Regions from separate parts of the Capsicum annuum genome. Here region 2 is linked to region 1. A link is a contact called in public Hi-C data. All regions are on one chromosome and are shown on one strand. Each heading gives the region's core, a stretch centred on a gene start, on an enhancer-like site or on the middle of the called end of the contact. The rest is flanking DNA. Distances are from core to core; before and after follow the strand shown. Region 1 holds the start of LOC107870967 (lysine-specific demethylase JMJ706). Region 2 has its middle 3.3 kb from the start of LOC107870942.

Region 1 (5,889 bases), core at 2,807-5,306:
GCCAGTTGCAAAGTTCACGGCCTCACCACAATTAAAACCTGCATATAAAAGCATAAGATTCGAGAGTCAAAAATTTCACGTTCTTAAAGGACCAGAACAATTCAAGCATAAAATAATGGAGGATGAGATAATTATTTGTTTGGGATGTCTGATAAGCAGATTCCACGCACATGTTTTCTTGGACTAAAATCAGGAAAAAATAGACCTTGTTTTCTGGGGTTAACTGAAGGCAAACTCTTACCATGACTAAATCCTGCATGATACGCTCTAGGAAAAGTTACCACGAATTCCCCAGGTTTTTGAACAGCTTTATACACAGGTACGCCATGCTCTGACAAAATATTAGGAGGAAACAATGTTGTCTTCCCCAAAAGCACATCAAAAGCTCCATCCTCTCCCTCAGCTGATAAGATATCATTGGTATAAACATGCTCCCGGACAACCTTCTCGAAGTCAAGTGCTGCATGACCTGGAATACCATACCACGTTTTTGCAGCCCCGCAGTGCTGATAATTGATACTACAGACAGACAAAAAGATGATCAGCCCCTGAAATAACAAGGACTACCATGGTTTAAATCATAGAACACATACCTATATAAGTAGTGGTCTTCCACGTGCCAAGCGAACATACTAAATAGCATTCCAATATACAGCATAGGTTCAGTAACTCCCTGGAAATTAATAATTGTGTATCAATCAGACTGAAACACATTTTCTGTTTGTTCATATTTCCAATAGAAGATTGGATAAGATAATCAATGTACCGGGATCGTTTTTTCAAGAAGTCGTAATACTGATTTAGGCAATCGAGAAAGACCCTGAAAAACACAAAGTAGAGAAAATGATTAGATCTTGATAAGTAGTTAATCAAAACAAAAAGGCCACCAACTGACCTCCTTAGGGAGGAGGAGAGTTGTGCTCTAGAAAAACAAAGCAAGAAATGAAATAGGCGATCCATTATTAGCCTGCAAAGAAGACTTAAGAGACAGATATCTCCAAAACATGGCAAGAGAGTCAACGTGCACCTAATGGCACACAAATTGACAGTTTAATACAACAATTCGAAATGATATCCAAAATGGAAAGAGAGGGAAAAAGACCAAAAAACTTGTTAATGAGCTCACACCTTCAAATTCCATTTGCTTTTTCCGAGCTGATCATTAGGAGAAGTAGAAAACGCACTACCATCAACATCACAGGCATATTCCACACTATCAGTCTTTCCACAAGCTATTTCATGCCAAAATTCTTTTTCCAAGTATGTAGGAGGAAGGCATCCAGCACTATAATATCGACGAGAAAATACCTTGTTCGCCATTTTCTCGAAATCTCGAAATGAATAGTTCCTGAAAGATAACACTAGTCAAAAAAAGTGGCATATAATAACCAACAGCAGCACCAAAGATAAATGAAAAACAAACCTTCCACTCATGAAAAAGGTGACCTTGTCGTCTGTGTCCCATTCAGCTAGGCGAAGTGGCTGTACCCTAGTAGAAAATTTAAAGCCAGCCTTCTCTTTCATCAAGACAATTCCAGCAGGAACAGAAGCTGTTATAGGGGCAACAATTTTGCATATACCTGTTACATTTAAAATAAAGTAACAGCTCTTATCAGTCACAATTAAGACACAGGAAGCACCATAACTCGCCTGTAGGAAACAAACAACACAAGCCATAAAAGTCGCATATATAATTTACGGTCAGTAAATTGCAAGAATAGCTGGAGTCTAACCATATTTAGAAGCTTCAGGAGCTAACTTCTGGAGATAAACAAGAGGATCCTCAAACTCCTCTTTATTTGGATAGTAAACTGGACATTCTGGAATTTTATCAATCCAGTCCAGATTGGAGGAGTCAAACTTTGCTACCTTGTGCTTCGAGAAAACATCTTTTCCAGTAAAAGAAGCCCCAGATCCTGGATATGAATCAGTATTGACCTGGATTCTCACACCACATGAAGCAGGAGATCTTAGGGCATCTCCTCCACTTCTATTCAGCATATTGCTGACACAAGCGGGATCATTCAAAGATTCTGTCTTCATTCGTTGAAGCCTCTTTCGCTTCAAAAATTCCAATTTAGCCTCTCTCGACATGCAAACTCTCCCTTCCACCTGCCATAATGAAACTAAGCTCAATAAGGTAGAAAATGCAAACCAAACCGTATCACAAACACTAAACCATAGCTGCAGACAAGCAAAAACATTATCACACAGCTCCATTGTGGAATAAAAGTTATAATCAGCTGTAAGAAAAAAAGTCCTATATCAGGGCCAAACCAAACAGAAGCTTTTATCTAGAAATCAGAACAGACAGCCAATCATTCGAAGCTTTAATCTTGACTAGTAAAGTAATAAATGTTTTAAGACAAAGACAAACCCACGATACAACAACAAAAGAATACGACCATAACAACAATATATGGTAATTCAATTATTATTAACCCCAAGACATGTTTATTCAGAGAAACCAGCACCCACAAGCCCTCGGGCCTCAACCAGGTGGATTTTCCTCAGTCATTTCCATAATGAGATGTAACTAGCCATTCCATGGCCTGCTACAACAACATTTCCGGTGTAATCCCACAAAGTGGGGTCTGAAAGGGTCTTAAGACCTACCTCGGTAGAGAGGTCATTTCCTATAGACCCTCAGCTCAATGAAAAAACAGTCCAAAGCAGTATAGAAAAGAAATAACGGAAATGAAGAAGTCATGGGGCTCCCCGGGCCTTCCAAAGCTTGCAATTACATTAACCAACAGAGAGCGATTACACACAGATACAAAAGAAATACACAAGTATATAAAAACGTCAGAGCACTAATTATTAACCCAAACAGACATCAAAAAGTTGACTCATACAAAATTATCCGTACAAATTATGAAAAAGAGATTACAAGTGTGAACACTACCAATTCCCCAAAACAAAGAAAAAAACAGGTGTAAACACAGATAAAAGTAAAACTATATTAAGAAGATAGTTGACAAATTTAATTTATCTCAAAATTTTGACATCTGGAAAGAATTCAAATTTCGGACCAAAATCATAGGTTCAACTATATTTCGTCAAAAAAAAATCTGCAACAGTAATAAACGAGGGAGAAAAGTATAAAGAAGCATAAACTACCAAAACCAGACAGTTATTATTCTTGAAATTAGGCTAATCCATAAACAGATATCTCTATAAACGGCTCATAAATGTAAGTAATAAGATCTGAAGCAAACAGAAATAAAATCTCTGCAATGCAAAACAGAATTTTAGAAGATTTTTCAACAGAAATAGGAAGAAATTTGGTGAACACTCAAAAGTCTAATTTAAAAATAGTAAACATTTATTCAATTTTCTCTAAATAAATAATATGAACAAGTACTCATTTCAATATGTGAAATTACAAATAATGCAAATTAAAAACGAAACATCCTTCAAAATCCTTCAATTTTCACTGAAATCTTAAGAATACTTGAGATCCAAACTTCCACGCAAGGTACAAAAAAAATACATTCAGAACTCATAAATGTTACAAAAAAAATACAAAAACACATCCGACTAATAACATACCATCTCATTACGAAGCTTTTCCTTACAGTTCTTCGTCTTTATTTACTTTTGGAGAAAAAATATAACCAAAACAATAGCCAAAAACAACAATATGACCGTCAGTTAAGCCCTAGATCAGGATCTAGGGCGAAATAAGACAGAAAAACAGCCTTAGACTCGCCACATTCCCTTAACACTGCACAAAACGAGACAAACTCGGAGATCAGAGCGATTACACCAACCGAGTTAACTCAGTTACTCGAAAACGCCATCCGAAGAGCGAGTGCGGTTGAATTATCCGCCAAGTTTGTTATTCACCGGTGAACGGAAAAGTGGTTTGCCGGCGAGATGAAGAGATTTTCCGTCGAGTAGAGAGAGAGAAAAGAGGAGAGAGAGAAGGAAAGGGGAACAGTAAATGGAAATCCAGAAGTAATGGCTTTTACAAAAACGGAAAAAGAGAAAAGAGAGGATAATTTATAGTTTTATATATAGGGCAATAGCTGGAAATACATCTGTTTTTTCTTTAGAACTAATAATAATAATTACTATTATTATAATTATAATAATTATTGTAATAAGTAGTTTACGGGTAAAAGCAAAGAAGTGTGAAGGAAAGTGGTGGTTGTTAGGTTCGTTCAACCAAACGCCAGCCGTCCTTCAAACGCCCCGTTTTTTGCACAGTTACAGACACGTGCTTTTCCAATTATACCCCTAGTCTAATTTACACTTTCGTTTCGAATTATTTGTCTGATTTTAATAATTTAATTTTATATAATAAGCTTTAAAAACTTACGAAATAAATACTTTTAGATTGTTGTAGTGACAAACATGACATATATAAAAAGATTTAAATATATCAGGTAAAAAGTTATAACCGAAGATTTTTCAACAAAGGAAAGCTTTTTTTTTTTAGGACTATAAAGAGAAGATGTAAAAATTGCAAGGTAAGGAAGTACTATTGTTTCACAATTTTTCCAAAGTAGGTAGGATGATATTGAATTGATTTACTTAGATTAGATGATGTTTAATTGATTTACTTAGATTTTTATTTCTCTCAACTCCAACTACACTTCAAATTTTATTTTGGAATGCAACATTTTAATATAGGAAAGCTAAAAAGGATTCCATTACAACTACATAAAAGAAAAGACTGCATTCTAGAAATACTAATAAATTGTATGATGAAATTTTTCGTGTCACGCTAACATATTTTTGTCATTTTAAGAAATTATGTTCCAAAAACATATTTTATGATTTTAATTTAATCTGGTAATAAAAACTTTATAATTGATGCTTAAATTACGTGCATGATACGTATTCAAATTCTACTGAGGCAAAAAGCTTGTGGTAGAGTTTTGTTAGAAGTGGAATGGTAAAATTTTAGTTAAACAAGAAATTTATATTTTGTGGAATATTTTTTTACAATAAATTAAAGTTGGAAAGTGCAAAGAAGAGGGAGAAAAGTAATCGGGTGGTCTACAGTACACCGAAAGAACTTCGTGGACTACTTCTAAATTACTGTATGGACGGCAGGGATTTATACTTCCGCGTTTAGATGTGAAATCAAAGGTCCATGTCCATAACAGTTAACATATTCACACGTATTAATAGCAGTTTAACCTAACTTTTCGTTAGTTAATACATTTTCCATGGTAAAAGACAGAACTCTCCTTAGTGCCGGGTAGAATTTTAACTAAGGAGTCTTAAGTATGAGAAAGTAATCATGAAGAAGCCCGAGAGCAGTGGCAGGTCAAGGATTTAATGTTGAAACTTAAAGTTTTGAAGTTTTGCTTGAAAATTAAAGTATTTAACTATTTTTTTATTTTAAATTTTTTTTCTTTTATATTATTTTTTATACATTTTCTATTTAATTATATCTAATTGGAGTTGAGGATTAACAGATGTCTGAACATCAAATATTAACATCTAGGTCTCCAACTGCGAAGAGTTCAATGTTTACTATTTATACATACATAAAAATAATTTCAACTTTTCACAAATAGTGTGAAAATATATTAAGACCCGTTTGGATAGGACCAAAAAATAATTTTTTAACTTATGCTCTTAAAAGCTGAAAATAAGTATTTATAAATTAACAGATAAGTATTTGGAAAGAGATGCTGAAATTGAGAAAAAAATTATTGATGTATTTGATAATCAAGTGTTGTTAAGCACTTTTTCGTTGTCAAAATGACTTAAATATTCTTAAAAATTATTAATATTATATATAAATTAAATTATATATAATTTTTAATCCAAATTATTCAAAAACAAAAGAGAAAGCCGAAGAGGAAACTAGAGGAAAGAGATGGAGAGAATCGGTTGAGGAAAAAAAAGAAAAATAATATATTTAAGGAC
Region 2 (5,519 bases), core at 542-3,041, 92 kb after region 1:
TCATCCATTAAAACACAAAACCCTTAAACATTAATTTTTCGATGAATTAAAGTAGGAAAAAAAATAAAATGCTCACATGCAAAATGTGATTAATAATTACCTGAAATATGAGAAGCAAATCCTTATCACAGATCGTGCAAGAATCGTGCAAAAGACAATAAAATTGAGGAGAAAGTGATGATTAATGGCGGAAAAATAGAAAAAAAAAAAAATCAAATTAAGGAAAGATAAAGTAGGAGCAGTGAAAAGGGGGATTTTAGCACAGTAAAAAATTTAGGCGGCAAAAAATAGGGCTCACTTAAAATAATGCTACATACGTTATAGAATGTAATTAGGAAAAAATATTACTATTTTTTGTAATTAAGTACTTAAGTATGTTAACATATGTATTTTTCTCTATTTTTAATAAGTGAGGTATTTGACCAAGATTATTTAGAGAAAATAGTAAGTAAATAATAGAAGCTAAAAAAAGTAGTTTCTTCCTAAAAAAAAAATTTATTTGAAAAATACTTTTAAAAAAATACATTTAAAAATACTTTTAAGAAGTTAGAACAAATACTAATTATTGCTCAAAATTACTTTTCAAATGCTTTTGCCAAACACCAATTGCATTTTTCACAGTAAGTTGATCTTAAGAGTTCGGTAAAACCAGCTTAGTTTTGTTACCTTCTATGTGCTTTCTCTTTGTTACTAAAACTTTAGTTTGAATTGTTAAATGAATTTGAATTATTATAAATTTTTAAAAGTTCTACAAAATTATCTGGAAAAATTACATAATATCATAATTTATTTTTACTAAACTACATAAACTTACTGTTTTTTTATTAATTACATAATTTTAATTTTTTTAAAAAGCAGCCGAATACGTTCACAAACCCATAAATTTTTAGATAAATAATTATGTATCTCCCTTTGGTCAAGTTAATGTATTATGTACTCGACCAAATAGTATAAAAAATAAATGTATTTCAGTAATCAAATCATGTATTTCAACTTCAAAATTATGTATCCGGATATTAATTATGTATTCGAATAAAAATGGAGTAATTAACTATTACATTCTTAAGTTACAAATTATGTATCTCACCTCAAAATTATGTATTGGGATACTTATTTTGTCTTCAAAAATTGCAAAAATGATAAATTATTTATAATTTAATAAAAAGTGGGAATAAAGAATAATTAGGGATAGAATTTTTGAAATTTATTTAAGTTTTACAAATTTTAAACAGATGTAGTACATAATTTAACCAAACTAGCAGAATGCAGTGAATAAAGTAGAGAGCCCAATCACTTTTTTAGCAGAGTTAATGGGCTCAAACTTTTTAGTTTTATTACGTGTCAGGTGGAGAAGATAGTGTACTGTTTTTCAGAGATCAACTCAAAAAGTAGAAAGCAGAAATTCATATCCCAATACTTTTACTTTTCCATGCACCAATCTAAATCCAATGGGTATAAGTAGTGCGTGAAGAAAATTTAAAATAAAGCAAATATTGATGTATATATTATTTATCCCTAATTTGGAACTGATGTAAATTTGAATAAATATCGAATATTGGGTGGGAAACAAAATAAATTTGAAACCTACATTTTGTTCCCTTTTGTACTAACATCATCTCATGCTCTAAAATAGGCTTATCATATTTAGAGTTACTCGGTATCTATGTTAGTGTAGATAATAAATGTCTTATGAAATTAATTAAAGAAAACAAATTAAGAAGAGAGATCTAAAACACACTCAATTTTTTTGGCACTTGCTGTTCTCAAACAATAGTCTTGGACAGAATGTTTGCCTACACGGCCCAAGTTAAAAGTAAGCCTATACCAAAAAAAAATTTTTGGCCCAAGTTCTCTTTATGTCCGTTCAAGAAATATTGAAGAATCAAATCAAATAGAGAAATTTGATAGGAAAATTACATAAATATACAATTTAAGTTATAGTTATTACATAATATTCCATATAGCAAAACTAATTACAAGTATCCCAAACTAATAAATATCCCATCTTTTATACTTTCTCTCTCTAAAATCGTCATACATATCAAAACATTCTTTTTAAATCGACTAATGCTCCTTAATATATGCCTAAAATTAAGTAATCATTATTTGACGGTTTTAAGATTTCAAAATTCAAACATTAACTGATCAAATTGCTCAACTTCATCATCTTCTTCAATTACATTTGAGTTTTATTTATTTTTTTATTTTTTTCAATTTTACCAAATAAAAAAAAAATGATTTTCATTGTTGCATGTGTGTAATTCTCAAAAAATCTCAGCATTATAATCATATTCCGGTCCGAGCTTTGTTTATTTTTTTCTTCAATTTATTTTTGAGTTTTTTTTTTCAACTTTAAGATATTTGGCAGTTTGTTTATTCTTTTTTCATCACCTTCTTAAAAAATCTACTGTTTCTTTGTTGCATGTGCTTAATTCTCAAAATCAGGACGACCTTGATTTTCAAAGATTTTGTAATTTGATTTTTAATTTGTATTTTTTTTTCTCAATTTTATGCACTCTTATACATTGTTATACATAGCTATGTTATGTATAAGGGTAAAGCCACATTTTTTTTTGAGAGATCTGTTGTAATTTCTACTCCATATACATTGATATGCAATGTATATGGTTAACTCATTCTGCTATTATATACATGCAAGATTATGTATAACGTTTATCAATGGTACGCATATGGCTTGAAGAATTTTCATCTTATACGTGTAAGAGTTATGTATAAGGGTTATTTGTGTTATGCAATTTATATGGTTTGATCCCTTTTCCAGATTTTTCCTACAGTTATGTTTCACCTTATACTTAGGCATGTTATATATAAGTATATCGTTTACTAGGTGTACCTTATACATTACTGCAGTTATGTTTCACCATATTTACATTATACATAAGCATATTATGTATAAGAATATGTTTTTATACATTAATATTGTCATGTTTTCTTTACATGAACCTTTTTTTTCGTTTTAATTTTTTATGTCTCTTTATTTCATTAGGGTCTTTTTTCTTTGGTTCTAAAATTTTTTAGGTGATTTATGTGGTAAATTTCCTTTTAAGAGTATATTTTTTTGAAAAAATTTACATAATTAAGGAATTCATTAATTATTCATTAATAAGGTACAATCTTGGACAATTATTAGATTGATTTATTTTCTTAAAAATCGTTAATACGGTTAAACTCATATACATAGGTTATAATGTATAATAACGCGGAAGAATGTATATGAACATTTATAATCCGACAGAGAGAAAAAAAAATTAAATAACAAATCTGGGAGAGAAGGTAATTAGCTAGCAAACATTTGGGATTTATGTTGTTTACTCAATTTTGAAGGCGTTTGATTGTGAAAATCATATATATATTTTTTTGATTGAAGTTGAAGTTGTATTTGATCATATCTATTTGAAAAGAGTTTTTTGACTTTTGGAAAGAATTTTTTGGATTTTAAGTTGAAGTTAAGAGACTAGTTTTCACTTTTCATCATTTCGAAATACTTCTTAAGTTGTATTTGAAGTTTTTACGTCAAATATCATTTTTAGAAAAAAAAAAAAAGAGAAGCCTATTGCATTAAGGTTTTCGCTATGCGCAGGGTCTAGGAAAGAACCCGATCATAGGATCTATTGTACGCAGTCTTACATTTTGTTTCTGTCATAGCCTATTTTCAATGCTTGAACTCGTGACTTCCTGATCATATGACAACAACTTTATGTAATAGCCCAACTTATTATTTTTTAATGAAGGGTTAATTGATAGTTTTAACCAATTATTAGTAGTAATAAAGGAAATCAAAGAGAGCAAGCTAAAAGCCTGACCTTTTTTCTTCTTCGTTTTCAAGTTAAAAACACTACAAATAGAATACTAGGGCTATTTTTTTTATCCCATTATTCCAAAGGGAGCTCCAAGCTGCATAGAAAAAAAAAGAGAAAGAAAGAAAACAACAGCGAGTATCTAAGCAGCGTTAGCAGAAATCCTCGTAAAGCAATAAGGTACGGATTTTATTTGTAGTTCTTTGACATAGAGTTGCACATATATTCGGTGATACTGGCAGTAGTGTAGGTTGAGAATGAAAATTATGAATTAGCTGTTGAATGTTATTATGATGATGCGATCCTGAAGTTATGAGTGGAGTAATGTTTCTTTTTCCTTTTCATGGAGGCAGTGGATGTTTCCCTAAATTACTTAAGGATTGGTGGAAGTTGGTGGAAGAAACCTACTATTCTTTTGCATATTTCATACTAAACAGTTTTTTTTACACTAAAATTTGTCCGGTGGAATAAGCTATTTTTCAATTGCCATGGTAGAACACTGTTGTGATAAGCTTATATCTCTAATTGTTCTTCTACTATATTATTTGTTTTTAAAGAAAAAGTAATAAAATTAATCACATCCACGTAAAGGGTTTTCATTATTTTAAACTCGTTTTGGTGTAGTTTGAGGTGATTTGGGTCTGTGGGAGCTTAGTTTTGATATATGTTGAAAGGGATGCTTGGATTGTGAGTTTGAGGTAAGTGAGACTTAAAACTTTGATGCTTGCTTTTCAAATCGCTTTTTTAAAAAATAAATATATATTTTTCTGTCTAGTCCATGTGTTGGGACAAGTGTGAACTTGGTAGAATCTGTGGTCTTTGACTAGTTATGGATATGTATATTGTAAAGTGTAGTAAGAATTGCTTGGTAATATGTGAGGTGATATTGGGGCGTTGAATATATTTTCTTTGCTGCCGTTATAGTCTCTAGGGGCATACATAGCTGCCGTAATATGTTAGAGGCTTGTACATGCTGCCGTAGTAAACTTTTGGGGTATTATCCATGCTGTCGTGGATTTGTCGGGGTGTTAGGCTGATCACTTTCACTGTCATTTATGACAAGCCGTGAGAGTTGATGGAGTTGAGATACAAAGTGTTTTTTTGAACTTTTATTTGGATCTTATTGAACATTACCTTATAAGAGACATTATGTTCATATTATTTATGTATTTTATCGCGCCTTGTATTTTCTAACACTTGTTTCAGATGTATTAAAGTAGCGGGTCGAGGATCTTACTGGTTTATATTATATATAACTCAATTCTTACTTGCATATCTGCAGATACGGTTGCGGAGAGAGAAACTTGTGGCTGGCGGTCTTTACATGTGGATTCTGTTGCTGAGGTGAGCCTTTGCATTGTTCGAGGAGGCTGTCATCCAGCTTTAGTTATTTTTAGATTATATTTTTTTTCGTTGGGTTTGCATGCCCGAAAATTAAACACATGTAACTCTGTTTAGATTCTCTGTGGTCTTGGTGTGAAATTTGGGGCTAGAGAGTTATTATCTAAGTATTGTTGTTTTCATAAACCGTATTACGATAATTGGGTGGTTAATTACTTGCGTTTAATAATTATTTCATGCATTTGGAGTTCATATGTTTTTATCTCAATGTTTGTAGACATTTTGAATGTATGGAAAATTGGTTCTCCGACAAGTGGTGTTAGCGGGAGCCAGTCATGCCCAGAGGTTATTTTGGGACAT

The links. A called contact is a pair of places that touch in the nucleus more often than the background predicts.
Region 2: a Hi-C map of placenta shows a contact between it and region 1, with 2.7 times the contacts expected there. The contact joins the enhancer-like site here to the promoter of LOC107870967 in region 1. A contact is called at or near these places in 3 of 5 Hi-C or Micro-C datasets (bud, leaf and placenta).

The regions. Positions count from the first base shown.
Region 1 is chr1:19,689,546-19,695,434 of UCD10Xv1.1, forward strand. LOC107870967 (lysine-specific demethylase JMJ706) reads right to left here and starts at 4,057. Exons shown (of 11, transcript XM_016717697.2): 1 at 3,553-4,057; 2 at 1,734-2,112; 3 at 1,424-1,580; 4 at 1,129-1,348; 5 at 767-820; 6 at 594-673; 7 at 242-519; 8 at 1-38. The coding sequence starts at 3,555.
Region 2 is chr1:19,783,905-19,789,423 of UCD10Xv1.1, forward strand. No RefSeq gene overlaps it. Among protein-coding and RNA genes, the nearest start is that of LOC107870942, 3.3 kb to the right of the region's middle. Within about 2 kb of position 1,792, at least 1 of the 5 cell types and tissues checked has an H3K27ac peak or open chromatin away from gene starts, as enhancers often do.